Regions from separate parts of the Zea mays genome. Here regions 2 and 3 are each linked to region 1. Evidence: chromatin contacts called from public Hi-C data. All regions are on one chromosome and are shown on one strand. Each heading gives the region's core, a stretch centred on a gene start, on an enhancer-like site or on the middle of the called end of the contact. The rest is flanking DNA. Distances are from core to core; before and after follow the strand shown.

Evidence for each region. Hi-C and Micro-C count contacts between places; a contact is called where the count stands out from the background.
Region 2: a Hi-C map of root tip shows a contact between it and region 1, with 5 times the contacts expected there. The contact joins the promoter of LOC100283437 here to the promoter of LOC100382758 in region 1. A contact is called at or near these places in 5 of 25 Hi-C or Micro-C datasets (ear, endosperm, leaf and 2 more).
Region 3: a contact with region 1 is called in a Hi-C map of leaf, with 3 times the contacts expected there. The contact joins the promoter of LOC103651344 here to the promoter of LOC100382758 in region 1. A contact is called at or near these places in 15 of 25 Hi-C or Micro-C datasets (bundle sheath, ear, endosperm and 3 more) and 2 of 3 datasets of contacts at active chromatin or transcription factors (leaf and seedling).

What each region holds. Positions count from the first base shown.
Region 1 is chr3:213,477,072-213,481,971 of Zm-B73-REFERENCE-NAM-5.0, forward strand. LOC100382758 reads right to left here and starts at 2,080. Exons shown (of 2, transcript NM_001175473.1): 1 at 1,845-2,080; 2 at 1,039-1,698. The coding sequence starts at 2,009. The coding sequence ends at 1,120.
Region 2 is chr3:213,626,986-213,631,885 of Zm-B73-REFERENCE-NAM-5.0, forward strand. It overlaps LOC100283437, which reads right to left and starts at 2,411. Exons shown (of 7, transcript NM_001156338.2): 1 at 2,120-2,411; 2 at 642-1,107. The coding sequence starts at 2,238. It overlaps LOC103651345 (D-glycerate 3-kinase, chloroplastic-like), which reads right to left. Exons shown (of 12, transcript NM_001326531.1): 8 at 4,750-4,818; 9 at 4,584-4,658; 10 at 4,390-4,506; 11 at 4,242-4,292; 12 at 3,723-3,984. The coding sequence ends at 3,847.
Region 3 is chr3:213,340,503-213,345,402 of Zm-B73-REFERENCE-NAM-5.0, forward strand. LOC103651344 (transcription factor MYB4) reads right to left here and starts at 1,884. Exons shown (of 2, transcript XM_008676965.4): 1 at 1,402-1,884; 2 at 167-1,310. The coding sequence starts at 1,537. The coding sequence ends at 484.

The sequences.
Region 1 (4,900 bases), core at 830-3,329:
ACAGCCAGGATCTCGTCGTGAAGGTGAAAGTCCACACCCGACGCGCCGACGCTTCCGCCTTGTGCCTCGCCATTGACGGTGCCGAGGGACGGGTGGGTGCCTAGGTGTGTCACTTCTTGGTGGTGCTGGCGGTGGTTCCTGACGAGGGGAGAGGGACGGGAGGAAACTAAAGCTTTTTAAAAAAAAAATCTTTACGGGTACCGACGTGGACATATGAATTGTGTGTCATATACGGTTCGGTGTTCCATGTCATTTTCTCACTTATTTACGGATATCGCATGGGCGCGCTACACAGGGGGGCGAGTGTTGGGACCTGGCTAGTGGCCACAATGTTTCACAGGCAAGGTGCAAGGGTAAGGGCGGGGCACGTGGATCGAATATGTGTGTGCGATGCGTAGGGAAGCAGATTATAGGTGTGGGCAATGTGCATAGACAACGGCGTGGCCTAGGAGCGATCGAAATAAGATCAACTTTAGCAACGTGCCCATCCATATCCCCATTTTACATGTTGCACACCCTTCACATCGGCCAGGCCAGGTCGTCCAACGGTCTCCCAATCCACATCCGTATCTGTGTTTATGATAGCTTAGTCTCGTGAGCGTCAGATTTTAAATGCTTTGTTCGCGGAAATGAGAGATACTACGTGGGAATGGGGAGTGAAATATCGGACGTCCATTTTGCGGAGAGGGATATGTGGAGGTTGCTGGAGAGCAAAATAGTGTCTTAGAGCACGTAGAATGAGGATAGGGAGCGCGATGAGAAGATTGCTGGAGTTGGCCTAAAGTTTTCTTCAGCAGCCTTTCTATTCCACTGCCTATATTGTCCTGTATTTTAAACTTTACTTTATAAACAATACAGTCTACAGTATAAAACGGTGTTATACACAACTATATACACGCTCTGCCGAGCACACGGTCTAACGACAAGGTATTTTCTCCCTTACATACTTGATCCCTGTAGGGACTACATCTGTTGTAGAGGCTACAGAAATAAAGAAGATGTAGTGAAGAGAAGAGACAGAAACAGAGATAGCATTTTCTCAAAGCTGATATTATATATTATATGTTTTGAGATACGAGTTTCTCAAAGCTGGCATTCTTGTAAAGAAGTAGATTGAGATCAGACTGTGCTATCCTTTCGGGCGGCGCCGGCCCGTTGCTGGCCGTGCGCGTGGCCGTGGTCGGCGCTGCTGGTGGTGTCGAGGAAGTAGAGCAGGCCGCACATGAGCACGCTGCAGGCCAGCATCGGTATGGGGCCGAACGTCCAGAGGAAGAGCGCGAGGGAGACGTAGAAGGCGCGCAGGCCGAGCGACCAGGCGTAGCTGCCGCGGTTCACCGTCCGCGCCACGTACGACGCGAACTCCTCGCGCGCCTCGTCGCCGGGCCCGGGCGGCAGGCCGCCCAGGAGGAAGCTGGCGTGCGCGTACAGGCGGATGGCCTGCACGTTGCAGACGAAGGCGAGCATGAAGCAGAGCGACACGGCCAGGTACTTGGCCGCGAACACCTCCCCGGCCTTGCTCCCGTACACCAGCCGCGGCGCCTTGGAGGACGGCGAGGAAGAGGAGGAGGCCGGAGACGTGACGCCGATGAAGACGCTGATGACGGAGACCAGCGTGATGGCCGTGGTCGCCAGCACCGTCGACGCCATGATGTTGTTCCGCAGCGTCTGCACCGCGAGCACGCCGTTCTTCTCCGTGTTCTGCTGGCCGGCCGGCCGGTGCGCCATCCATGGTATGTATGCACGCAGCAAGAGAGTAATGGAATGGGATACGGTGATGAGGGAGAGAGTGAGTGGGAGGAGCTAGCTAGGCCGATCGATGAGATGGGAAGGTGCATGGTACCGACGGCCATCATGGCGGCGACCCAGCGCTTGCGTGCGATGGCGTTGAGGCCGATGATGGTCCGGGTGGGATGGCGCAGGATCGCCCAGAGGAGCCACAGGTGGTAGCCGGCCACCGCCGCCAGGGCCAGCGGCACCAGCACCAGGTCCAGCTGCTCCTCCCGGAACATCGTACCGTACCTCTGATGCCGATTCCTCTCACCGCGCCTGCCTGCCTGCCTATATGCTGTCTCTCCGGCCGATGCCGGTGGATGGTTTTGGGCGAAATCGAACGGGACCCGTCTACTTTAGAGTGAAATCAGGAGTCACGACGCGCAATCCTTTTTTTCTGGGCCGCTCAAATTAGACGAGCTACGAAGGCGACGGGGCTAAACAACTCGTGACTGCGTGGCGGCTAGCCGGCTACTGCGGCGTACGCACTTCCGGATGGCGTGGGATGGTGGTGGGCTGGGATAGGCGCGCCGCCGGCGAAGTGCGAATTGAACACTCCGTCAGCGCGCACCCACCATTGTAGTAGCTTGTTAAAGAGCTGGCTCGTTTTGAGAAAAATTGAGGATTTTGACTAGTTTAACAACCCTATTTTTCTAAACGATTTTCATTTTCTCATAAAAAATTAGTTTATTTTTCTTTGCAAAAATAAAAATTCTTTAAAAAATAGGATTATGAAATTAGCACTATACTCTAGTATTGACATAAATCCATGTGTTGAGATAGATTGATGTATAATTTAGTTTAAGTTACACCATAATCCACCTCAATATATGTGGATTGAGGTCAATAATAAAGTACTCAAACAAAACCTTATAAGGTTTAATCCTTCTCAATCCCTTCTATTAATTGCTTAATTAAGACTTTGTTCGTTTCATCCCTAAATTTTGGAGGGTAAGGAAGATTGAGGAGAATTTTGACTTGGTGGTGGTTTAATTTTGTTAGGGAATAAAATAGACACAAAGATTTATGTGGAAAATCCTTCCAATATGGAGGAACAAACAATCACAAGGAAATAGATTCACTATCAACCGTAGAGTACAAGTTACAAGGAGGACCTATATTTATAGGCATACATGAAAACATATTCTAAGGTATATTTCAAATATATAAAAGGAATTAGAGGCATATTCCAACAAATCTCCATTGACTCTAAATCCATAGAGTTGTTTCCCAAACACCACTAGGATGCTAAATTTGAATATCAACCAAGTCTAAGAAATCATTAGACATGGAAATGGATCACGACTTCGTATCATCAAAATAACCTCTATTCTGGAACGCAATAGAAACACTTCAACATCAAATGTTAAACATTGCAAGTAGTAGAAATTACTCAAACGATTGCCCTTCAAGATAATACGATTGCCATGAGAAACCTTAAGATCAAGCGGTTACGACCATAATGTGGATAAAAACAATGTGACTAACCCTAGCTTCGATACCACTTGTTAGGAAAATAAAATAGACACAAAGATTATTTACGTGGAAAAATCTCCTCCAATATGGAGGAGCAAACAACCACGAGAGAACAGATCCAATATCAACTGCAGAGTACAAGTTACAAAGAGAGTCTATATTTATAGGTATACAGGAAAACATATTCTAAGACATATTACAAATATATAAAAGGAATTAGAGCCATATTCCAGCAAATTCCAAATGGTATCGATGGGTCTCCGCTTTGCTCGCCAATTTGGCTGCTTTATTCAGAATTTGGATCACAAACTCAACATCTAAGGATGGTGTAACTTTGTTGTTCCATGTTCCCTACTTTCATAGCCGTAGCATTTGCACTTTGGTGAGCGGCCATGGGGGCTTGATGACCATTATTTTATCTTGAAAACACAAACTCAGGGAAAGGCGTGATGTTTGTGCTTGAGGGATATAGATGAAACAAAATGAGAGCTTTCAATACACACTCAGCAAAGGCACGATGCTTGCGCTTTGAGGGATATATATACACAAGTACAAAACAGTATATGTTTCAGATGTTCTAGTCAGCGACCTGGCAGGCATAGTGCCCATTTTGTTACAAATTTCGTGCTCTGTTGCATGTCCATTTTGCAGAAAGAATTGAGTACCGCGCTTGCGGAGTTTTTACACGAGCATGGCAGGCAGGCTGCTGACCTGAGTTCATTTATAGTCTTGCAACGTTCTAAAGTTCAACTTCTGACTTAGGAGTTGTTTGGTTTCTAGGAACTATTTTTTAGTTCCTACATTTTATTTTATTTTAGTTCTAAAATTGCTAAATATAAAAACTAAAACTCTATTTTAGTTTCTATATTTGGCAATTTATAGAATAAAATAGAATAAAACGAAGGGACTAAACATTAGTCCCTATAAACCAAACACCTCTTTAGTATACAACAAGAGACCAATTGGAGACGCCAGTAAGCCTGCTAATGGCAAAAAAAATCAACCCGCATCCAACTCACACACAAATCTAGTAACTTTGACATCTATCCCACAACCACAAAAAATATAAGACCTTGTTCGATTATTCCCAATACACATGAATTGGTGGGATTGGAAAAAAATTAAGAAGAAATTTAACTTGTTTGGAATTCATGACCAATCTAATCCCACTCAATCCATATGGATTGAGAGCTAACCGAACAAGCCCTAAGGAGGAAATTAAACCAGATCCACCCAATAACATTATTAACCCCAAATCAATCTATAACTAGGTGGAAACCCATGGAAAACCCACGGTTTCAAACAGAACATATAGTTTCATCATCTAGATATCCAAACAGAACATATAGTTGTGATTGAAAGTTTGTATCATAAAAGGATAAATTAAGAGAATACATCTAGAGATCCAAACAGAACATATAGTTTCATCGTCTATAATTATTAAAGAAATATATATTAAAGTACAATATAGTTTCTCGAATGGATAAGCATGCCGCTGGCTATCTATCATCTATCTGTGTTTAGAAATCAGAACCGAAGTACCTCAAATAATGCCTGGGAGACAGACACAGTCAGGAAGTGAAAAGATACTAGGAAATGCAGTGTTGTTTTTTATCCACACGGACCACGATCCAACTAGACATGACATGCTTGC
Region 2 (4,900 bases), core at 1,161-3,660, 150 kb after region 1:
GTTTCGGCGTTGTGGATCTTTGCTCGTGGTGAAGAATCGGAGCTGCCTCGCATGAGGTGTGTCGAGGCTTGGCAACGATGACGCGTCGTGGTCTTCTTCCTTGCGCTGGTGTTTGGGTGTAGGCGTCGTCGAGTTCCTTTGGCAGTGTGTGGCTCGTCTTGGAAGTTGGAGCTGCTCGTCCCTTGTGTCCGAGCTTGGCAACGATGTCTCTAGATGGGTTTGGGGGGGGGGGGGGCTACCGTTGTCTAGGTTGTTTGTGGGGGCCTTCCGTCGGTTTCTCTACCGTGCGCTTTGTGTAGGTTTTGGCCCGATTTTCCTTAAAATCGGGTCAATTCCATTCTTCTTAATTGAGAGAAAAAGCTCCTGCCATTACGTTCCAAAAAAACATTCTACAATATACACACGAGAACTGGTTTTAACAGAAGTGCACATTCTAGATGCTTTTATTGAGGTATTGTTCCTACTACAAGGATTGATACATAGGTATACTTCCGAAAACAAAAAACAAGTTACTAGTACTTCAATTAGAGTCACGTTGTTTGCCTATACTAATGTGCACAATGGAAATTAGAATGAACACACATCATGTTTTCTGAAACAAAAAAATTTAGGTATGTAAACATTTATTTGATAGAAATTACCGCTGAATCAGCCTTGCTTGAACTTGGTTTTCCTTTCCTTACAGAACTGTTAGAGGCAGTTGATGATTTAACCACAGAGCCTCCTTTACTCCCATTAGGTTTTGAGCTTCGGCTAGGTGTTCCAGTCCTTGATGAACCACGTGCCCAGGCTCCATCTTGGGAGGATTTTCTTGCACTAGATTGACCTCTTGTTGGTCTTCGGGTCGGTGTATCCCTTGGTGGAGCCCACACATCAGGATCATCAAAAGGAGCTGGTGAAGATGTTGGATACTCGTCCAACGGTTGGAAAACAAATGATTTATTGGAGCGAATAGGAGGTGATGAGGACCGCCTCGTCCCAGGAGCTTCTTTAAGGGACTTTAATTGAGCATCCAACTGTTTCACACTTTCCACTTCTTCAGAGATTGCTTTCTTGCAGTTCATCCATTTCGTACGAACCAAAGCATCGTCCAAAGTAGTTAGATGCCTGTATGGTTAAAATTAACCTTAATAACACGGAACACAACGAAAAGACATTATCTAGGCTTTTAACTCATTTTCCTAGTTATTTTATCATTAAATAAGAAAGAATGTGAGCCCCCCCCCTCAGGATAGTGCTTCAAAGTTATTATCTGTCTAACAGTAACTTCGACAATATTCCACTGTTCTATTTTAGACACACCACACACTATTTTGAAATTTGCAGGACTAAAATAAAGCATACAGCTAGGGGCGTAGCCAGAATTTTTCCTTGGGGGAGGGGCGGGGGGGGGGGGGGGGGGGGGGGGGGGGGGCAACACATATATAACTATTGTTGTAATGCTAATAAATTGAATGATGTATATATACAATGGCCACTAGTAGTAACAATTAACACATACATACGCTACGCTAAGTACATAACAAATTTTAACTTATTATAAACTAACTCTTTTATTTTACCCATAGATATATAACGGCGCCTCCCTTGTCTACGACACTGCATAAAGCTGTTTCACACTTTTTTCACTTATTTGCCTGTACGGCCGTACTTTTCTGAGAGTTCATCCATTTTCTATGAATCAGAGGATCAACATGCACAGTGTATCCATCGTATACTAACATGAAGTACAAGGAAAAACACATTTTTTAGCTTTTAAATATCTTCGCACCAACAGTACTCAATTGTTACAATCATTTATCCTAATATGGATGCAAATCAATTATATTTTTATCATTTCACTTAAAAAATGCAAACTAAAAATAGGGATAGACCCAACAACATAGCCAACATTTCAGCAAAATGCGCCACAGAGCAAAACGACAACTGCTAAACTACTGAAAGCAGCAGTCGAAATGAAAACCGTTGCCGTGAGGCCAAACCCGCAGATCCGGGCGGGCTGGACGTCGCGATTCACACCCACTGATCGCCGATTCGCCGTAGTGGCCTGATAGCGATCGAATCCACGGCGTAATACGGCAACTGGGGAACCGGGGTCAGGGGATTATAGGAAGCTCACTTGTTGATCTGAGCAATGGCGCCGTCGAAGAAGATTATGGAGGTGTCGTATAGGCCCTCGAGCGCGTAATCCCGCGCAAGCTTGATGTGGTCCTGCAGCCCCGCGAGGGGATTCGCCATTTCCGCCGCCGCCGCGAAGATCCGGCGATAGGGTTCCCGAATCCCGACAAAATGCGTGGTGTGGGAAGAGACGAGCAGGAGCAGTTCGCCAGTTCGATGGAGAGAACGCGAGGGAGGCCGAGAGCTGTAGTAGGAGAGTGGTTTGGTTTGGTTTCGAAAATCGAAATTTTGGGGACGAAATGGACTTTCGGTTAGGCCTGTTTGAAACTAGAGCCGATAGATAGCGGCTGAAATTAGCGGCAGAGATTCCAACGCCTAGTAGTTAATACTTTAGCTAACAATTAGTTCGTTAGCTCCAACTAACAATTTATTAGTTGTGTTAACTCAAACATGACCTTATTTTGTTGTTATAGAATTCGTTTAAATGGTTTCTCCGTAATAGTATTAACATATTAGGCTTTCTATAATAGTAACGTATTTTGTGTCCATGGACATTTGATTCAGTTTTTCCCGATGAGCTTTTCTAAAATTTTGGTTATGAAAATAATCTGAGTATATGAAAATTACGTGTGTAGAAAGATAAAAAAGTCCACAATTTATGATATTGAAAATGACGATTTTCTATTACCACAATTACTTGATCGATTTTGGGTTCACATTGATTTTATAGACCGAAAAGCTAGACGTTGACAGTATCCAACAGATTTCGATGGCCAGAAGTGGAAAAAAACTAAGAGTCCGTAGCCATTGGATCTCCGTCTTGTGGTGTGGTGACCTGCTGTTTTGCATTTATCCCCTCCCAGCTACGACGTATTTCCAAAACACCTCCTAGCCTGATTTTTTTTATAAAAAAAAACAGACAGATCCATCCCCACATACAGCTTCATTCTCCTTACATACATCAATACATGCTACCAACGCTGCCAATTTATGGCCAGGCCGCCACCGCTGTTCGGCCACCTCGTCGGCAAGTCTTATGCCTAACTTTAAACCTCTACTCATATACGTTTGATAGAGATAACATCCGCGATAGCGTTTTCTAATGTGTTGCATTGAGTGATTGTATGGAGTGGCACTAGATGGTACACCAATTTATAGTGTGTTACATTAAATGATTGTATTAAGTGACACTAGATGGTTGAGTTGCAAGACAACGGTGCTACGGTGCTAGTTACCTCCTAGACAATTTGGAGATTGTGACTCCGTCAAAGCATGCAAGAAACTTATGTGTAGCACTAGAAAATTCATTACGAGGGTATCATGCTCACCCCACTTAAGACACGAAGAGATCTACAAAGCTACTTTAGGATCAATATAGCTCTTAGAAAGAGATCTACTAGAACACTTCTCTGATTAGATATTACTATATATGGGAGAAATCGAACATACATGAAATTTGCATAATTAGGACATATTTGAACTAAGTCTAGAAAACGAGAGGCTATTAATATTTGCCCATGCTCCACTGTGGGGGTCATAAGTCCTACTCTGTATTTCAGAAAATGTACATTGTACATGAAAAACACTTAGACATTGTTCGGTTATTTCTATCCCATGTGGATTAGATGAAATTAAAAAATATATGAAAGATTTTGACTTGTTTAGGATTTAAACCCACTCAATTCCACCCAATTCACATGAACTGAGAGCAAAACAAATGAGCCCTCATTAGGATCTAGGATTCCTCCCTTCGTCTATGTCGATGACCAGTAGATGGTCTGGCTTTGAACCATTCGGTCCCTCTTTGTACAACTTGGGCAAATATGCGTGGTATGCTGGTAGGTAGCGTGATACAAAATCCATAACCTGAAAGAACTACCAGCATTATATTTCTGTAGATAATCGACTTGTTCTAGAAAAAAAACTAAAGTTAATTGTTGGATAAATGAGTATATATGCTTCCTTTTTAAAATAAATGACATGAAAATGGTTTGCTGAAAGAAGAACATCGGTAACCAGTCAATCAGTAATTTTTCTTTCCACTACCATGACTTTAACAAATAATGTTCAAGGATAACGAAGGGGTCACTCTAAGGAGCGAATAGTTTTGTCAGAGAACGCACCTCCTCATCAGACATTCCAGGTTTTCCATCTGCTCTCATAGCTATCTCCGCCTGCAGTCCAAATACTAAACTCAGAAAGTGCAATTCATGGTTTGTTACAGAGTTCAGTAGCACCACTTGCCACTAGTCAGATTATTCGAGTAATGACCTGCAGCCTCCACTGATAGACAGAACTAGGTTCTCTTATTTTTATAACGATCCACGAGTCGATGAACCTGTCCCAAGCGTCATAGTATGCTTCAAGGTTGTTGTTAACCACCTCGAGCTGAAGGTGACAAAATTACTAAATAGTGTCATACTATTGCTTCAGGTAAGGTAAAAACAACAGAATCAGATAATTGCCTGGGGATCCACTGCTTTCACAACTTCATTTGGAAGAGGTTTAAATCCAAGCATCCATCCTTCAAAGAAAACAACCTAGGATAGCAAAGAAGACACACTTAAGTTGAGAATCACTTACACTTAGTCACTTACCAAACTAATTTTCCTCGACTAAACATGAGATTACCTCTAACGGCCCTTCAACCTCCGGCCACACAGAAGGATCAGCACGATCACCTCTTCCCCCAAAAGCAGACTACATGAACATGTGACATGTATCATGCAGCTGATCAGCTATAAGCCTATAAACATCAGCCAGAGGAACATTAACTGCACCC
Region 3 (4,900 bases), core at 634-3,133, 140 kb before region 1:
TTAGGTGCTTAGACTTGAGGCCACTTGTTTGCTCGGAAGCTACCTACGTACGTCTTCATCTCCAGTTGCAATTAGCTAGCTACACTCCTACTAGCTAGGGGCAGGCAGGAAGACAGAGAGAGAGCGCGCCCTACCATGTCATTATCATAGTGACAAACAACGGCACTGAAGAATATTTTTGCACACAGTGACTGGCTGTCCAGTCCAGTGGTCGTGTAATCGTGTTCGTGTACGTACGCACGCAGAAGAGAAGCCAAACAAAGCAATGGCGATCCACATCTAGTAATGTTTCTATGATATGCATGATGCTAGCTAGTCGCATCGCAGGCCATATGGAAAGTGATAATGTACATGTGATGACCTCACCCATATATAGAGAGAGCGCATGCGTATCGACGATGGACAGGACAGGGATCGAGAGAGCCAAGGATGACTAGCTAGCTAGCAAGACGGATCGAGCGCGCGCCAGTGTTGTCTCCGCGGTCATGTCAGGCTGTGGCAGAGGCCGGCCGGCGGCTTGGCATGGGCGTGGTCCGCGGCCGCCCACATCTCGGCCGGCGCGTTGGGGAAGTAGCACGCGGAGAGCTCCTGCAGGGACGCCGCTGGAAATCTGTCCTGCAGCAGCAGCGGGGCGAGGAGCCCGGCCCCGGCCCCGGCGCCGAAGAAGTCGCCGTCGCCGGGCGGGAACTCGCTGTCCCCGAGGAGCTCGGGCAGGAACATGTCGTCGAGGGGCAGCCCGCCGGCCCAGCTGGCGCCGACGGGTGGTGGCGCGGGAGGGACGAACTCGGCGGCGAGCGAAGACGCCTGCTGCGGCAGAGACAGTGGTGCTGGCGCCGCCGCCGTGCTGTCGTAGCGCGCGAGCACCGGAGCGGCCTGCAGCGCCGACGGGGAGGGGTACATGGCCCCGAAGCTGCACGCGTCGCTGGCGCTCGCGGTGGTGACGGCGGACGAGGCGGACGCGGGCGACGGCTGCACGGAGGCGCATTGGCTTCGGGGAGCGGCGGCGGCGGCGGCGGCGCGGCGGCCGCGGCCTCCTGAGCTGTGCTGCTGCTGGTAGTACTCTTGCTGCTGCTGCTGCTGCTGCTGCATGGCGATCGCCTTCTTCTTGAGCTTGGTGTTCCAGTAGTTCTTGACGTCGTTGTCCGTCCGCCCGGGCAGCTTGGACGCGATGATGGACCACCTGCTCCCGATGGAGCTGTAGAGGGAGCAGATGACCCGGTCCTCCTGCTCCGTGTAGCCGCCGTGCTTGATGTCGGGGCGCAGGTAGTTGAGCCACCGCAGCCGGCAGCTCTTGCCGCACCGGTTGAGCCCTGCGCGCGATACATGGACAGGACGAATTAAAGCAACCATCATGAGCAAGGAAACCATCTCGCGGGCATGCACAGAACAGCTAGTACGCACCTGCTTTGTGCGGGAGCGCGATCCAGTTGCCGCCCGTGCCGTGGTTCTGGACGTAGCTGCGCAGCAGGTCGTCCTCCTCGGGCGACCACGGCCCCCGCTTCACACTCGTCTTGTCGCAGCACGGCGCCCGACCCATGCTGGCGCTGCTGCTGCTGCTGCGCGCGCTTGGAATGGGATCGAAGAACTGGGTGGTGGCGCGGGGTGGGGGGGGGGGGGGGGGGGGGTGGCGGCCGTGTGTTTTCTGGCACAAGGTGGGCAGGCAACAAGGCCAGCAAGCGAGCTGCGGCCTGTGGGGAGCGCAGGCGTGTTTTATAGCGGCAGGCAGGCAGGCAGCTTCACACCTCGAGTCCCTGAGCCAGCACCAGCTCCAGGCGCGCGTTCGGGGTCTGGGGCCTGGGATAGTGGGCGTGGGCCAGGTGCGACCATTTTGCGGAGCCGTCCCCGTCCCCCCACGGCCGTATTATTGTTCGTCCCTGTCCCAGTTTGTTTTGCAAAAAAAATATATACATACATTTTGCTTCTATAATACTCATGTGTGTGTTGACCAGTACTTGCGAGTTTTACTACTCGTGAGTTTAGTCAATCCGTCCGGTTGTGCTTGTCCACAGGCATACAAGTGGCGCTTGTCCTTTGTACCACTACCACCCCCTGCAAGCACGCGGTGAGGAGCGTCATTTTTATGTCACCCCCACTAGACAGACTAGAAAAATGTACGTAATCCCTCCGTTTATTTTTATTTGTCGCTGGATAGTGCAATTTTACACTATACAGCGACAAATAAAAAGAAACGGAGGGAGTAGTTCCTTTGCAACCGCGTCCCTGTGGCTACTGCACAACACTTCCTTCAAATACAGTCCTTCCTTAGGCATTATTGTTGACAAACGCAGGTGCGTCGTCGTTGATTATATAAATAAAAGCTTGTGTTTAGAACCTGTCTGTGTGCCCATGCGACGCACGCTTCGTCAAACCTGCGCTGCGCTGCACTGCACCCATGCGGACACCGCCACGCCACGGGATATAAAAAGAAAGAACGCGAGGCTCGCGAGCATGGCCGTATCCGTATGGATTGCTTGGACGTACGCCTTTCCCTTTCGGCTTACTAGGGTAGGGCCGGGGGACGCCGAGCGCGCGAAGCAGCAGCAGAGCGGTGCGGCGGGGGGTCAAGCGTGGGGTGACTCACAGGATTGTGCTGTGCTGTGCGCTACCTGCCGCTGCCGGGGGGCATTCTTCGCGTCGCCGGCCGTTACGACGCAACACCACCAACCCGTTTGACCCTTGTCATCGTCTCGAAGGAGGAGTGTACACTCCTCCAAGTCTAGGGTGGGCACTCTCGTCTTTCCTTCCCCTGTTTAGACGACGAAGACCTTCGCCCACAGTCGCTTTGGCGGGAAAAAAAGAGTAAACAAACAGTAGCCAAGGCGCATACGTCTGGGCCTTTTTGCGCCGGCGAAGACTGTGCAGATAGGAACGGAGCGAACGGAGATGGCCATCGTATAGTTCACACAGGGCCGAAGACAACTCATACGGCTGCTAGTGCTACCTGCTTTTATTTTTAATGTTCGGTTATGCAACGAGAACAAAACCGGAAGGAAGACGATGTGCTGTGCTGTGCTGTTGTGTGCAGGGTTCCAGGTTTCTGGCTTTGACTACGACCCCTGCCGTTCCGACATCTTTCAAAGGTTTCGCAACAACGGATTCACATGTGTATAGTCTGCTTGAAGCTTCCTATGCCGCCGGCCGTAGTGTGTTCGTCTTCACCAAAATCAGGTTCCAAGCACAAGATTGCTAAAAGGGAAAACAAACATGGAGTGTGCGAGAAGAGAGAGAAGTGTCGTTCGTCGAAACAATGGAGATGTGAGAAAGATGTTAAAAGATTGTTTTCTATTTTCTTTTCACGACGGCTCAAGCACACAATACTGCATAATGCGACATTTATATACCCATTGCCAACCGGCTACAATACCGGACTTTCAACCAGTACTTGACATCCGAGACTAAAGGTCTCAATCTTCAGTCCTGATTGTATGAACCATACTAAAAAAAGAACTTTAGTATCGGGTTTTGGCCTGAATCGGTACTAAAGATGTAACATTTAATATCGGTTCATGCCAGAAACCGATAGTACCGGTTTTAAGCAAAAACCTGTGCTAAATACCATGGTTAGAACAGGTTTTTGGTCTAAACTGGTACTATAAGTTGGTCCAGGGTCATATTGATATGTATATGTGTATCAACTTAGAGAACCAAAACATATATGCAATCCAGAGAACCAAAACATATATTTATATATGTATCAATCCAGAGAACCAAAACAAATATGATAACATGCATACAATATAAAATCAAATATAGTTCATAACAATCACCAATTTATAGTACACATCTCGGAGCTCAAAACCACTTCATATTTCACAACTCACTACATTGTTCATAACATTCAACACACTAACACAACATCATTAATCTAATAATCAACATAAGCTATATAGATTTTTGCTTCATAGTCTTCTAATGTCATAAATATCTGATGATATTTTCAATCTTCTTTCAGTAATTTGTGACCAAGATGAAGTACCGGGCCTATAAAGCCACACCTCATAAGTTTTTAGGTACACTTCTCCATGTTCATTGGACCATTGAATCCTAATTGCGTTGGTGAAAAATGAAAATACCTTCTAGTACCTGTTCTTACAAAAAAATGGTACTAGAGTAATAAAGGTTTGAGCTAGCTGTGAGATCTTTAGTACCAGTTTTGTAGTAGAACAAGTACTAAAGGTTTTGGTACCGGTTCTTATATTTAACCAGTACTAAATTACTTAATATTAGTATCGGTTATGGACAACAACCAGTACTAATTCGTTTTCAGGGATCTTCGTATTTAAAATTGACACTAAAGCCAATATCAATACTGGTTTTAAATAAACTGGAACAAAAGCTGTTGGACCGAAGCCCCATTCTTTAGTAGTGACAGATACATGAGACAATGGGACAATGGTGAATGGTTTCTTCTCTTATTATTTATTATGGGAGGGTACAAATTTATTGTACAGGAAGATAGAGCTCCTTAGATTCGTTTGCATTAGCCCATTTAACCTTTAGTAAGGGTTTCTTAACACTCTATATTAAATGAATACTACGACTAACTCATGCCTCATTAAAAATTCGAAAAACTAGTAGAAAAATAGAGAAAGAGTGCGTAATACCGCTCCATGTATTATACTTATTGCCTCATTTAAAATCATCTGTGAGATACTTAAGAAAAACTCATAATAGGAAAAAGAATATGATGGTTGTATTCAAGGGTGTATAGCTTATGATCTTCAAGATCGAATAGTAAGGACTAATATTCAAGGGTGTCCTCCGCTAGGCCATGCATGTCTTTTAAGTGTATCGTCCCTGTACCTTGAACACATCTTCTAAATATGGTTGCATGTAAAGATTTAGTAAATAAATCAGTCAAATTATCACAAGACTTGACTTGCAAGATTTTCACCTAACA